Regions from separate parts of the Mus musculus genome. Here all the other regions are linked to region 1. The links are chromatin contacts, called in public Hi-C and HiCAR-type maps. All regions are on one chromosome and are shown on one strand. Each heading gives the region's core, a stretch centred on a gene start, on an enhancer-like site or on the middle of the called end of the contact. The rest is flanking DNA. Distances are from core to core; before and after follow the strand shown.

Region 1 (3,679 bases), core at 507-3,006:
GAGAGAGAGAGAGAGAGAGAGAGAGAAGAGGAGAGAATGTAGACTTGGTGAGTTAGAAGGCTAATAGAGTGTTCTCTTATGTGGTCTAAGAGGAAACAAGTTTTGGGGTAAAGGTCCTTGGAAAGAGAAGATTGCACACATTTGTCAAATATTGGTTTTGGCTGTTAGCTCTCCTGCTTGTATGTAAGCTTCCATGACCTGCATCTTTAAGAAATATTTAGATACAAAGAGTCTGTGGAAAGTGGATTCTTCCTTGCTTTTGAAGGAAATGAGCATGTAAAAAAAAATGACTACATGCGGCTCAACAAATACACAACACTTATTTATTACTTATAACGCAACAAGATTTAAACCACTACATGCCTCTAATATAAATATAAACACACAGTTTTTTTTTTTAACCTTGTAAGTTCTCATGACATGATTCTTAGGAATTTACAGAATATAAAGGAGAAACTTTTCCTCTGTGAACTTTTCTAATTTTTTTCTGTGACATTAGAGAAATGGAAGAGCATATACATATCTTACAGTTAACAAAACTAATTTAATTACTTTTTAACACAGTGGTGAAATGAATGGCTTAGCCAGAATTTAGGAATGCAAGAGCATATATAGTCAGTGCTATCAGAGACTTATTTGAAGGGAGATTTTTCAGAAAGTGTTAATTATTTTTTAGTGAATCACTTAGTACTATTAATCGTGAGACTGAACATGACTTCTCCTGAGTTGGAGTGCATTTTGTCTTTGGAAAGGCAGTCTCTGCTTTCTCTACTTCTTTATTTCTTGGCAGTGGTTACTGTTTTATTGATTTGGAGTGGGTCCCGCATTTGGAGTCACACATCCCTAAAGGGTCTGGTTGTGAAATGAAAGTGGAAATTAGACGGCATTGGAACGGGACGAAGGAGTACCTTTAACTTCGGAGGGAACCTGCTAGCCACTTTTCATTGCCTTTTGGGTGCCCTGGGATAAAAGTGGGAGGTGGGTTAAAAAGAAACAAAAAACAAAACAACAACAGCAGCAGGAGCAACGATCACAAAGAAAAGCCAAAGGACATAAGAAAAGCCATGTGCCAAGAGTGAATTAAAAGTAAAGGATATTGAACTTGGAGACCGTTTGCTGTAGACATCATTGGAGTAATTTGTGTAAACAGTGCGGCCACTACGTGCAGTGACAGCGCAATGTTTTTTATTTCTTAATCATGACAGGTAGATAGATAAATACACAAATGAATGAATGAATGAATGGGTGGGTGGAACTCCGCGCCATTTGCTATAGATCCTTGGGCAGAATTACATAATGTGGGTCTGAATATCAACCATATAGAGATTGCTTAATTACTTTGTCGAATCAGGTAAGATAATCAGGTGTGTGTTTAAAAATTTTGATGGAACAACGTTCAGTGGGCAATCGTAACTTTAAACCAGGAAATAGACCCGCAACCCTTACCGCGTTGGTAGGTTACAACTCAAGCCTCGTGGCTGGTGGACTGATAAAATTCTATTTCCTTCCAAAGGGGAGCTGCCCGGAAGTCCTGGTAGGGAAGCTGGGAGCTAGGTGGGCGGTCTAGGACGCACAAAGGAGTTCTGCTGCCTAAGGCGTCCAACGCAACCACAACCTGAGGCTTTGGAGAGTTGGGTTGGACAACCTAGTGTGAGTTGAGAGCTATTCCGGTCTAAGAGTGCTTTGCGCTTGGTTATTGGGGGGAGGAGGGAGGGAAGGGGGAAGGACAGGACCCTGACCACTCCCCTGGACGGAAGCGCAGGTTGGGTCTTGTGGGTCTAAGCCTCTAAAGGTGACTTTGAGCCTCTTTCCCACCTCTTTCTGAAGGATCAGCTGCGAGTTGAAGGAGTGAGAAGAGGTAAGTTGGGACTTTGAGACCTAAACCTGGACATACACTCTGGAATCCTCGGATTCTTCACCTGAGACCACCTTGGGTTAATAAAAGAAGCAGTTGCGGGTGTAGATGGGATGAATAATGTTCAGGGACGGGATTAATTTATTTTTGAGAAGTTTCTGCCGTCAGGAGTCTCCGACCTTAAGGATGATGAGCTCAAAAAATACATTGGTGTTCCTAAGAGTTGGACACCGGGAAGCTAGCTTCGGGAGTGGCAAACTCCGGCGGGTGATAAAAGTGTGAACCTCAGAGAATACTGATAAGCGAATGACTGGGGCCTTCAGGGTCTTAGATGGCTCTGTACTAAACGGAGGTGTATGGGCAAGGCGAGACGCTTTAGAGCTAAAGAATTCTCTAAAATGTGAAGGAAATATTCTCAGACTGGCAGGGCTCAGTCTTTTGTAACTTCCACCACGCTTTCCGAATCTCTGACTTTCGCCCACCATTCCCTCCCACCCCCCACCCCTGAGGCCCAATAATGGCGAGAGCCATTTCTGCGCTTCTCCCTTCTAGATTCTTCCAGATGACCTAAAGCCTCATAGTTGGTGATGTCTCCCGCGCAAAGTTAGCCTCTGGCCCCGTCACTCTATTGGCGGTTCCTAGCCCTCACCACTCCCTAGGGAACCACGTGTGGGAATTTCGCTGGGATGTTAGGATCAGGGAGGGTGACTAAAAATCTCAGTATGTAGTTGTTTTTTCGGAGAGTGGTGTAAGGGATAGGTGGGCAATAGAAGACTACGGAGTGGAAGATTTTTTTTTTTTTTTGAAGTCGGGGTTGTAAAGGCAAAGACCTTGAGCAATTGTGTCTTCTGTTTCCTAGTCGATAGAACCAGCTCTATATTCGCTCTACTGCTTCCCAGCTTCATAAACGGTGAGTTTTGTCTACCTGGGCATCTCCAGCTTTTCTGTATAGGGGACATTTCGTTTGTGTTCCGTACCACCATTGCGCCCAAGGCCCGGGAAGCTCATTAGCCCTTGCGCCACGCCCGTGAAAAAGTGCGGGTAGACCCCGCAGATCAGATTGGGCGGATCTTCCGCTCCATTCCTATAGATCATGAAGGACCTGGTTTTTCTTGATATGGGCCAGGGAAACCCCACCCTACGGGAACCTGTCCTGGCCAGGTGTCCCACCAGAAGCCCAGCGAGCTTCGTCACTCGCATTCCTGTAGATTGCAGCTGGTAGATCCCCGGCAGTCCAAACTTAACTCCCAGCATTTTTGGGTGTGGTACGGGCCCAAAGAAAACCTCTTCTTCTCTCCCCCAAGAACAGATTTTTTTTTTTTTGAGAGTCTTCATATAAAAGCACAATTAAAGTACAGGGTGGGGTAGACCAGACGGGACCTTCGATTTTGTTTTTAGGGTCCCCCATTCTCCTCACTTCAAAAACTCTTGGACGGGTAAAGCACGAGATTATGCTCTAGGTAGACCAGGGGATTGCAAACCTAGAAAACAAACAACAGCTGAGAAATTGGGGTGTGAGTCCAGTTGTCGGGGCAAATGGGTGTTCGGGTACGCTTGCGGTGTGAACTTTCTACGGATCACTTGTGGAGGGAGTTGAAGGAAAGGAGGGAAGGGAACCGCCCCAGGGGTCCTCGTGGCGAGGTCCGTGCTCACTGGGGGAGGTGTCTACCTATGCCTGGGCGGGGGGAGGGGGGAGAGGCGGGGGGAGGCGGGGGGGGGCGGTGGGCGGGGGGAGAGTGTCACCTTGTGGGCGGGAGAAGGAGTCTACCACGAAGAGCAGGCTAATTGGCTCGAGACATTTTGCGAGCATTGGAAAAAGGTCGT
Region 2 (3,679 bases), core at 824-3,323, 420 kb after region 1:
AATTATTGAGCAAGTAGAGATCTTCTCTACATTTTGAAAGGGTTGTCAAATTTCCTTTATCTGAATGCTGTGCTCCTGTGAGATTTTTGAAAAGTGTAATGCTGTCGTTGGTGTATTCTCAGTGGGAAAGGATGACTGAGTGCTTAGGGCTCTTTAACTACCTTCTCACAATTGTATAACGTCTCATTCCCTGTGTCTGGATGTTTCTTTTAATTGTGTGTGTGTGTGTGTGGTGTGTAGGGGTCACCATCCACCATTTTTGGAGGTATGGTATCTTACCTGCTTGGAACTTGCCAAGTCAGGTTGGCTGGCTGACCGTCGAGCCCTCGTGACCTGCCTATCTCCACCTAACCCGTGATGACATTAAAGCTCAGGTCTTAGACTTGCAAGGCAGCACCGTTACGTGCAGAACCACCTCTGCCCTTCCTGATAGTCCGCTTAAGTTTGTATGAAAGCATACCTCCAGGCACAGCTGTTCCACTGTGGATTCAGAGGAAGGGAGTGAAACGTGAAGATTCGGGCAATGCTGTGGTCTGTGATTTGAATTTCTCTCTCTTAAAATGTTACTCTTGATCGCAGACATCTATTTAATAATGTTAAAGTTAAGAGTTAGGGTACCCTGATGGATTTTGAGAACGTTTTGAAGTGCTGTGAGTGAGAAGTCAAAGTGGTGAGGAGAGAGGTGCTGGGATGTGAGAAGCTTTTCAGTATTTCTGTAACCATCATGGCTAAAGTCATATGTAATCCTGATCAGGCAATGAATAAATTGTTGCAGGTAGGAAGAGGAAGGGATCAGTGTGTGTGTGTGTGTGTGTGTGTGTGTGTGTGTGTGTGTGTAGGGTTATGGGAGACGGTAATAAAGAATGAATAGAATCATAATGTTTTATAGGTGTGTACAAAATGTCACAATAAATACCTTATTATCTATAGCTCATAAAGTACATTATTAAAGATAATTAGAACTGAAAACATTTAGTTGAGCAAACATCTATTAGGATCAACTCTGTGGCAGACCCTGTGATTGACATATGGCTATAGACAGACCCTACTGTGGTTGACGTAAAGGGATAGTGGTGACTGAGGCACTTTCCATACATAGCTGTCCTGAAGCTTGTCACCTAAAGCTACACTGCAGTTTCGTTTCCTCGGGACAATTTTTGATCTACAAAAGTGACAGTTCGAAGGTGCTTATGATTATGAAGTGTGATGTAGTTAGCACTGGCCAATAGAACTTTAAAACATGACGTACCACAAGGAAATCACAATTATCGGGAGGGTGGGGAATAAGCTGAGCACCACTACAGCCTGGCACATGCTACCAAATTAGCAGCACTGGGAGGTTTCAACAATATTCAGGGTGCAAGGGAGCAGGAACCACAAATGCTTGCCCAACTCCAAGTAGCTCTGCTGTGTGGGATATTTTTATGTAACTAAGCAGCATTTAAAAAAAAAAACAACCTTATTTTCAAGTTTTATTTACATGCATGTGCAGGGTGGATACTAGTGCATGCATTTGGATTCTACAGAGCCAGAGTCACAGACGATTGTGAGCCACCCAAAGAGAGTGCTGGAAATTGAATTCTGCTCCTCTGCAAGAGCAGTATGCAGCCTTAACTGCTGAGCTATCTCTTCAATCACTTGACAGATTTAAAATTTTCTGTGTGTCAGGGTAGCAAGGAACATTTTTAGATACCAGAGGAGTCCAACAAGTGCTATTCCGTTGAGGCCCTGTTTGTAAAAGCCAGATTTTTATGGCAAGAGATCTGTTATGTCACAAAATCATCCTAAAGGGTTTGGGATTTTTTTCTGGGGGGTGGGAAGGGACCACTTTGAATTCTTGGTACAGAATCCCTGGGCAATGAAGCCAGTCCTAGCTGTATGCCGTGTGGGGCACTTTCAGGCTGTTGTGTGCATTCCTGCTGAACAAGGATAGCATGCATCTCCCCACAAAACAGGCCAGGGGCACAGAAACCACAGACTCTCCTCCTCCTGTAGCTGTTCCCTATGTGTCACATTGAGAAAGCAGCTTGATTTGTAGAAACAAACACATGTTGGTCCTTTTGGCTCTGTGCAGCCTTCTGAAGAGCCAAGCTGAATCCTGCTCTCCCTCATGAGTCATCCCCCAGGCTGCCAGCTCTGTTCTGGCGGAGGCCCCTTTTGTTGCAGAATGGGGTAGAGAGAGAGGAAACAAGCTGGCTCTCATATCTCAGGCCATTTGCAGTATAATTAGAGACATAATGTTTTGACTCAAAATCCTATCAAATCTGACAAGGGTGTCAGTAAGACAGGATAAATATTGAACTTTTTAGTGGGATTCCATAGAATCAGAAGTTTAATCATGATAATCACATCAAGTGTCATGTTATAAAATCCCTGCTCCTCTAAGACGTTTAGATTATAAAAGCAGTCTAGGAATCCCCAAGGCTTACTGTCAAAGATGTGTAAAATAGGAGCTCCATATATAGATGATTCCAAACTAAATATGAACCTCAATCAGTTGTTTGAGTATCTCACAGATGGAAAAAGCAAATAATTGTTTTATTCATGTATCTATCTCAAGCAAGATGCCCCAAATCCCGAACGTGCATTTGAAGAAATTATTAATCTGAAAACACATTGATTTAAGTTAAATGCAATGACTGAGGTCATTTACAAGTTCACTGAGGGTCCTAATATGTCGACAGTCTCCAACTTACCATGGTTTAGCATGCATATATATATATATATATATATATATATATATATATATATATATATATGTTATGTGTATGTATATATACATATGTATATATGTATGAATATTAGTTGTGATAGTATTAAAATAATATATGTATAGATGAGATGGCTCAGCAGGCAAAGAAGCTTTCCACCAAGCCTGCCAAGCTGAGTTTGACCTGGTGACCCACAGGATAGAAAGCAAAAACTGCCTTCTGCATGTTGTCCTCTGATCTCCACACAGGAGCACTACACAGAAGTGCCCCCAGCCCCCACCAATACACACTCTGAAAAAAAAATCCATGTCTTTTTTTTTTTTAAACTGGTGAGATTTAGGAGGCCTAAAACTAAGTCGTATATCTGTTGAAGCATTTAGGAAGATTTAGTGTAAAACAGAAATAGGGCAGAAGTAACAAACAAGTTTATCTCTGGTCCTTCCCCAGACTTCTCTGCATGTTATAAAATGATGCATATACACAAATACAAAAGATAAATTAAGTAGAAGAAGAACTCCATAGCAACAGAACTTTGAGAATAGTTGGGGAAGATAACTGACTGAGCAAAAGAAAATATAAAAAGCTTAAACTTAAATACACAGCAGACAAAATGTATATATTTGGTATGTATCATTGAACCACAGAAACACAGGGACTGGAAATACTAGGCATGTCTGAAATTACAGGCCTAAAATAAAGGATTTAATTATAACTATTATTATAATTGCAATTCAGAGTAAGAAGCCATTAGATAGTCCATACACTTGTTTGTATGATTCTTAGTTCAAAGATTGCTCCTCCCCAAGTCTGATAGAATATTTGCAATATATTGGGGGACTCAGACCTAGAGAGACTTCTAGAACTTGGAGATACCAGGTAAATTGATTGTATTGAGACAAGACTTTTATTTAAAAAAACATCTAGATCCTGAATGATGACTTTAGTATCCTCAAGTCCCATTTATGGTC
Region 3 (3,679 bases), core at 855-3,354, 370 kb after region 1:
TGCTATGTCTATAACTTAAGCATCACTTGCTAAACTTCTGAAGGGTATTAGTGGACTTTTGACTTGTATTGATTTTATTATCAAAACCATTGTATAGTTTTTTACAGCCAGTAAGATAGCCATTAGGTCATGTTCTTGGCATTTTATTTACACCAATTGAGCTTCATTTCAATCTCTAGTTCTGGCCTGTCTCATTCATCAATTTATTAAATGTCTATATTTTTGAGTGCCTAAAAACAGGATAGTTGGCTTTCAGATGTTGATTGTCACATGAAATATGTTAGTTATCCTTTTTAGCTTTTTATCTCATCACAAATTTGATTATTATGTGTTCTCTGTTTTCTTGACAAGCATTGAAATGACCAGAAGACTAAGGGTCAAGCTGAATGACTTATCATTGTTATTAACCTTTACAGGGGACTAAAGTTATGGTCTCTTAGTCAATACCTTTTGGAAAGGCACTTGGTCAGCAGAGACATCATGAGACATGTTATTGCTACTACATATTCTTTCCCCTTGCCCAAAGAGATCTCAGAACAGGTTTTATCAAATGTTTGTTGAGTTCTAGGCATACAGTTCTTCTTCACTCTTCCCTTTTGGAAATCCTATCTGGAAATAAAATGATCATAGTGTGCCAAGATGTGTTCTATCCAGCCTTGACTTCAGTAGTCAGGAGCAACAATGGAGGTGGGGAAATAATTCAGAGGGCACAGTGCGTGTGGTGCAAGAACAAGGACCTGATTCTGATCCCCAGAATCCACATAAAAATGCTGGGAGTGACACTGTGCACTTGCAATCCCAACACTCCGGATCAGAGGCAGAGAACGGTGGATATCCAGCTGCAACATTCAGGCAAGCCAGTCTTGCCTACATGGCAAGCGCTGTAGGTGAATGAGAGATCCTGTCTCAAAAACAGGATGAATGGCTCCCAAGAAACAACATCTGAAGTTGATCTCCAGCTACCGTATGCACATACACATAGACACACAGATACACACACATGCATGTGCACACAGACATACACATATGCACATGCACACAGACACATGCATGTGCACATATGCACATGGACACAGATACATACGTGTACACACAGACACATACAAACACAAATGCACATGCACACACACACACATGCACATACACACAATGGCTCCCAACCCTTTGGTTGACTGTCAGATCTGCTTCCACTCCTCTAGAATATTCCTTTCTTATCAGGGAATGCAGAGACTCTTAGACTCCTGTAATTTAGCTTTTGTGCAACTTTCATTCCACACAGTATTTGTTGACCTTCTTGTGTCATTGAGACTCATAAACTTAATTGTGGAAATCATATCATTTGTCTATACTATCAAGTTCATGTCACAAATTAGAAACATTTCACGGATTTTTTTGAAATAGTCCTTATATATGAATGAATTAAAAAACCCCAAAATGGAATTGCTAACTCCTTGGTAGGAGTAGGTGATTTTACCTCCTTAAATACTTTATAGTTATAAACCTCATAGTGGGCCTTGAGTGTCTAATCACAATACACAAAAAGATTCTTATTGAAATTAAAAATGTTTATTCAATTATTTATTTTAATGTTGCTGACATTAAAAAAACAACAAAAACCAAAATTCTACAGAAATGCTGATGAGAGATATTTCTAAGTGGCAGGATATAATTAAGAATCTTAAACAATACTTAGGTTTTTTTTTTTTTTAAGAATTAAACTTCTTTGAACTCAGCTTTTGGATGTTTTTAGAAATGCATTCAAGACGAATACGTAAAGTTTTGTAAATGAAATACAAGCTAGATGTGTGATAAGTGACCTTGGAGGCATCCATCTCTGGAATTGGCTAATCGGTCTCTGCTGGAGGTGGTGGGAGTATCCTGAATCCAATTTATTTCACACCAACAAGATCCCTTATCGTTTGTCCTGTGTGCTTAAGTGGGCACATAAAGCCTATTTTGTGCGAGTAAAGTCATTCATCAAGCCCAGCTCTCCTGTGGTTAGAGGACATCATACCTAGGCTTGCCTCCTGGAAGCAGAACACAAACAGGCCATTCAAATTAAGAGCTTGTTGAGAAGTCGCATGGCTGTAACCAAGGCAGCAGCTGCCAGGCTGCGGTAGCCTCAGAAAAGAAGCGAAGATTCTATTCTTTCCCTGGCATTTATAAAGGGGCCACTTTACAACTGCAATCTCACCATGTGGAAGGATTCCATTGTATTTAAAATTTTAGGGCTGACTTTTACAAACAGACGTTAAAACTAACAGCTGTATGCCTGGTGCTTCGAAAGCAAAGGGCATATTGAGGCAGGATTTACACAACGGGATTGGCAGAAGTCATACCAGAGAAGGAAAATGAATATTTAAATGAAAACACACACAAAAGGGTTTCTTCCTAGAATGCCGGTTCAGATTAATGTGGAGAAGGGAATCTTTAAAACAATTGGTTTCTTTATTGGATAGCCTAAGACCGCTTGGAGCTAGTAATCCATGAGGCATTTTCAATGGTTCATTATTAAAGGAAAGGCAGGGTCTGCGCTGGGGTGGGCGGGTGGAGATTATGTAAACACTGCACTCAACCAATCTATCCTGGGTCTGAAGTTGTTTTAGTTTCCGACATAGACTGCAGGCTGAAAAGTGTTTATTCACTAAGAAACAAAGGCAAATTTGTGAGCAAGAGCCAACTCCATTCAAAAAGCTAGAAAAGAGGCCAGAACCTACCAGAATGAAGCTCTCGAGAGACACATGCAAAGCGTGTCATTGAACAACCCTTGCCACTCCCTCTACAATGTGTCCAATAGGCTGCTGACTCGCTCGCTTCCCCTGCCCCCCTTTTTAAACCGTAAGTACACGACAGTGGTACAGCTCAGGAAAAGAGATCGTGGGAGAAATAAACCCCCAGATCCGACTTTAGAGCATGTGCATTCAACTCGTTTTTATTTTCAGTGAAGAATTAGAGACCTCACCAAGTGGATATTAGCCCAGAAGCTCGAAATACCCAAGATACAATTTGTAAAACATGTGAAACAAGAAGACCAAAGTGTGGATACTTCGGTCCTTCTTGAAAGGGGGAACAAAATACCCATGGAAGCAGTTACAGAGACAAAGGGTGGAGCAGAGACTGAAGGAAGGACCTTCCAGAGACTGCCCCACTTGGGGATTCAGCCCATAAACAACCACCAGATACTATTGTGGATGCCAACAAGTGCTAGCTGACAGGAGCCTGATAGAGCTAAGAGGCTCTGCCAGTGCCTGACAAATACAGAAGTGGATGCTCACAGCCATCCATTAGACGGAGCACAGGATCCCCAATGAAGGAGCTAGAGAAATTACCCAAGGAGCTGAAGGGGTTTGCATCCCCATAGGAGGAACAACAATATGAACTAACCAGTACCTCCAGAGCTCCCTGGGACTAAACCACCAACCAAAGAAAACACATGGTGGGACTCATCGGATGGCCATAGAGGATGGCCTAGTCGCTCATCAATAGGAGGAGAGGCCCTTGGTCCTGGTTCTATGCCCCAGTATAGGGGACTGCCAGGGCCAGGAAGTGGGAGTGGGTGGGTTGGTGAGGGGGGAGGGGAAAATGGGTTTTCCAAGGGGAAACTAGGAAAGGGGATAACATTTGAAATGTAAATAAAGAAAATATCTAATAAAACAATTAAGAAAATGAGTTAATTTTT

Evidence for each region. Hi-C and Micro-C count contacts between places; a contact is called where the count stands out from the background. HiCAR-type assays count read pairs that join an accessible place to other places.
Region 2: a contact with region 1 is called in a Hi-C map of muscle stem cells, with 3 times the contacts expected there. The contact joins the enhancer-like site here to the promoter of Sfmbt2 in region 1. A contact is called at or near these places in 9 of 39 promoter capture datasets (the 3T3-L1 cell line, the HPC-7 cell line, cranial neural crest and 5 more), 14 of 484 Hi-C or Micro-C datasets (the N1E-115 cell line, cerebellar granule neurons, cerebellum and 7 more), 8 of 115 datasets of contacts at active chromatin or transcription factors (astrocytes, bone marrow-derived macrophages, embryonic basal ganglia and 5 more) and 1 of 9 other capture datasets (macrophages).
Region 3: a HiCAR-type map of astrocytes shows a contact between it and region 1, with 2.6 times the contacts expected there. The contact joins the enhancer-like site here to the promoter of Sfmbt2 in region 1. A contact is called at or near these places in 4 of 39 promoter capture datasets (the HPC-7 cell line, hippocampal neurons and liver), 10 of 115 datasets of contacts at active chromatin or transcription factors (astrocytes, craniofacial prominence, embryonic basal ganglia and 7 more) and 3 of 9 other capture datasets (adipose tissue, liver and pancreatic islet).

The regions. Positions count from the first base shown.
Region 1 is chr2:10,368,695-10,372,373 of GRCm38.p6, forward strand. It overlaps Sfmbt2 (Scm-like with four mbt domains 2), which reads left to right and starts at 1,757. Exons shown (of 23, transcript NM_001198808.1): 1 at 1,757-1,858.
Region 2 is chr2:10,786,613-10,790,291 of GRCm38.p6, forward strand. No RefSeq gene overlaps it. Among named protein-coding and RNA genes, the nearest start is that of Gm31729, 37 kb to the right of the region's middle. Within about 2 kb of position 2,074, at least 50 of the 459 cell types and tissues checked have an H3K27ac peak or open chromatin away from gene starts, as enhancers often do. A contact at or near this core is called in cortical neurons and muscle stem cells, where this site is marked.
Region 3 is chr2:10,734,812-10,738,490 of GRCm38.p6, forward strand. No RefSeq gene overlaps it. Among named protein-coding and RNA genes, the nearest start is that of Gm31729, 89 kb to the right of the region's middle. Within about 2 kb of position 2,105, at least 56 of the 459 cell types and tissues checked have an H3K27ac peak or open chromatin away from gene starts, as enhancers often do. A contact at or near this core is called in astrocytes, craniofacial prominence, embryonic basal ganglia and 2 more, where this site is marked.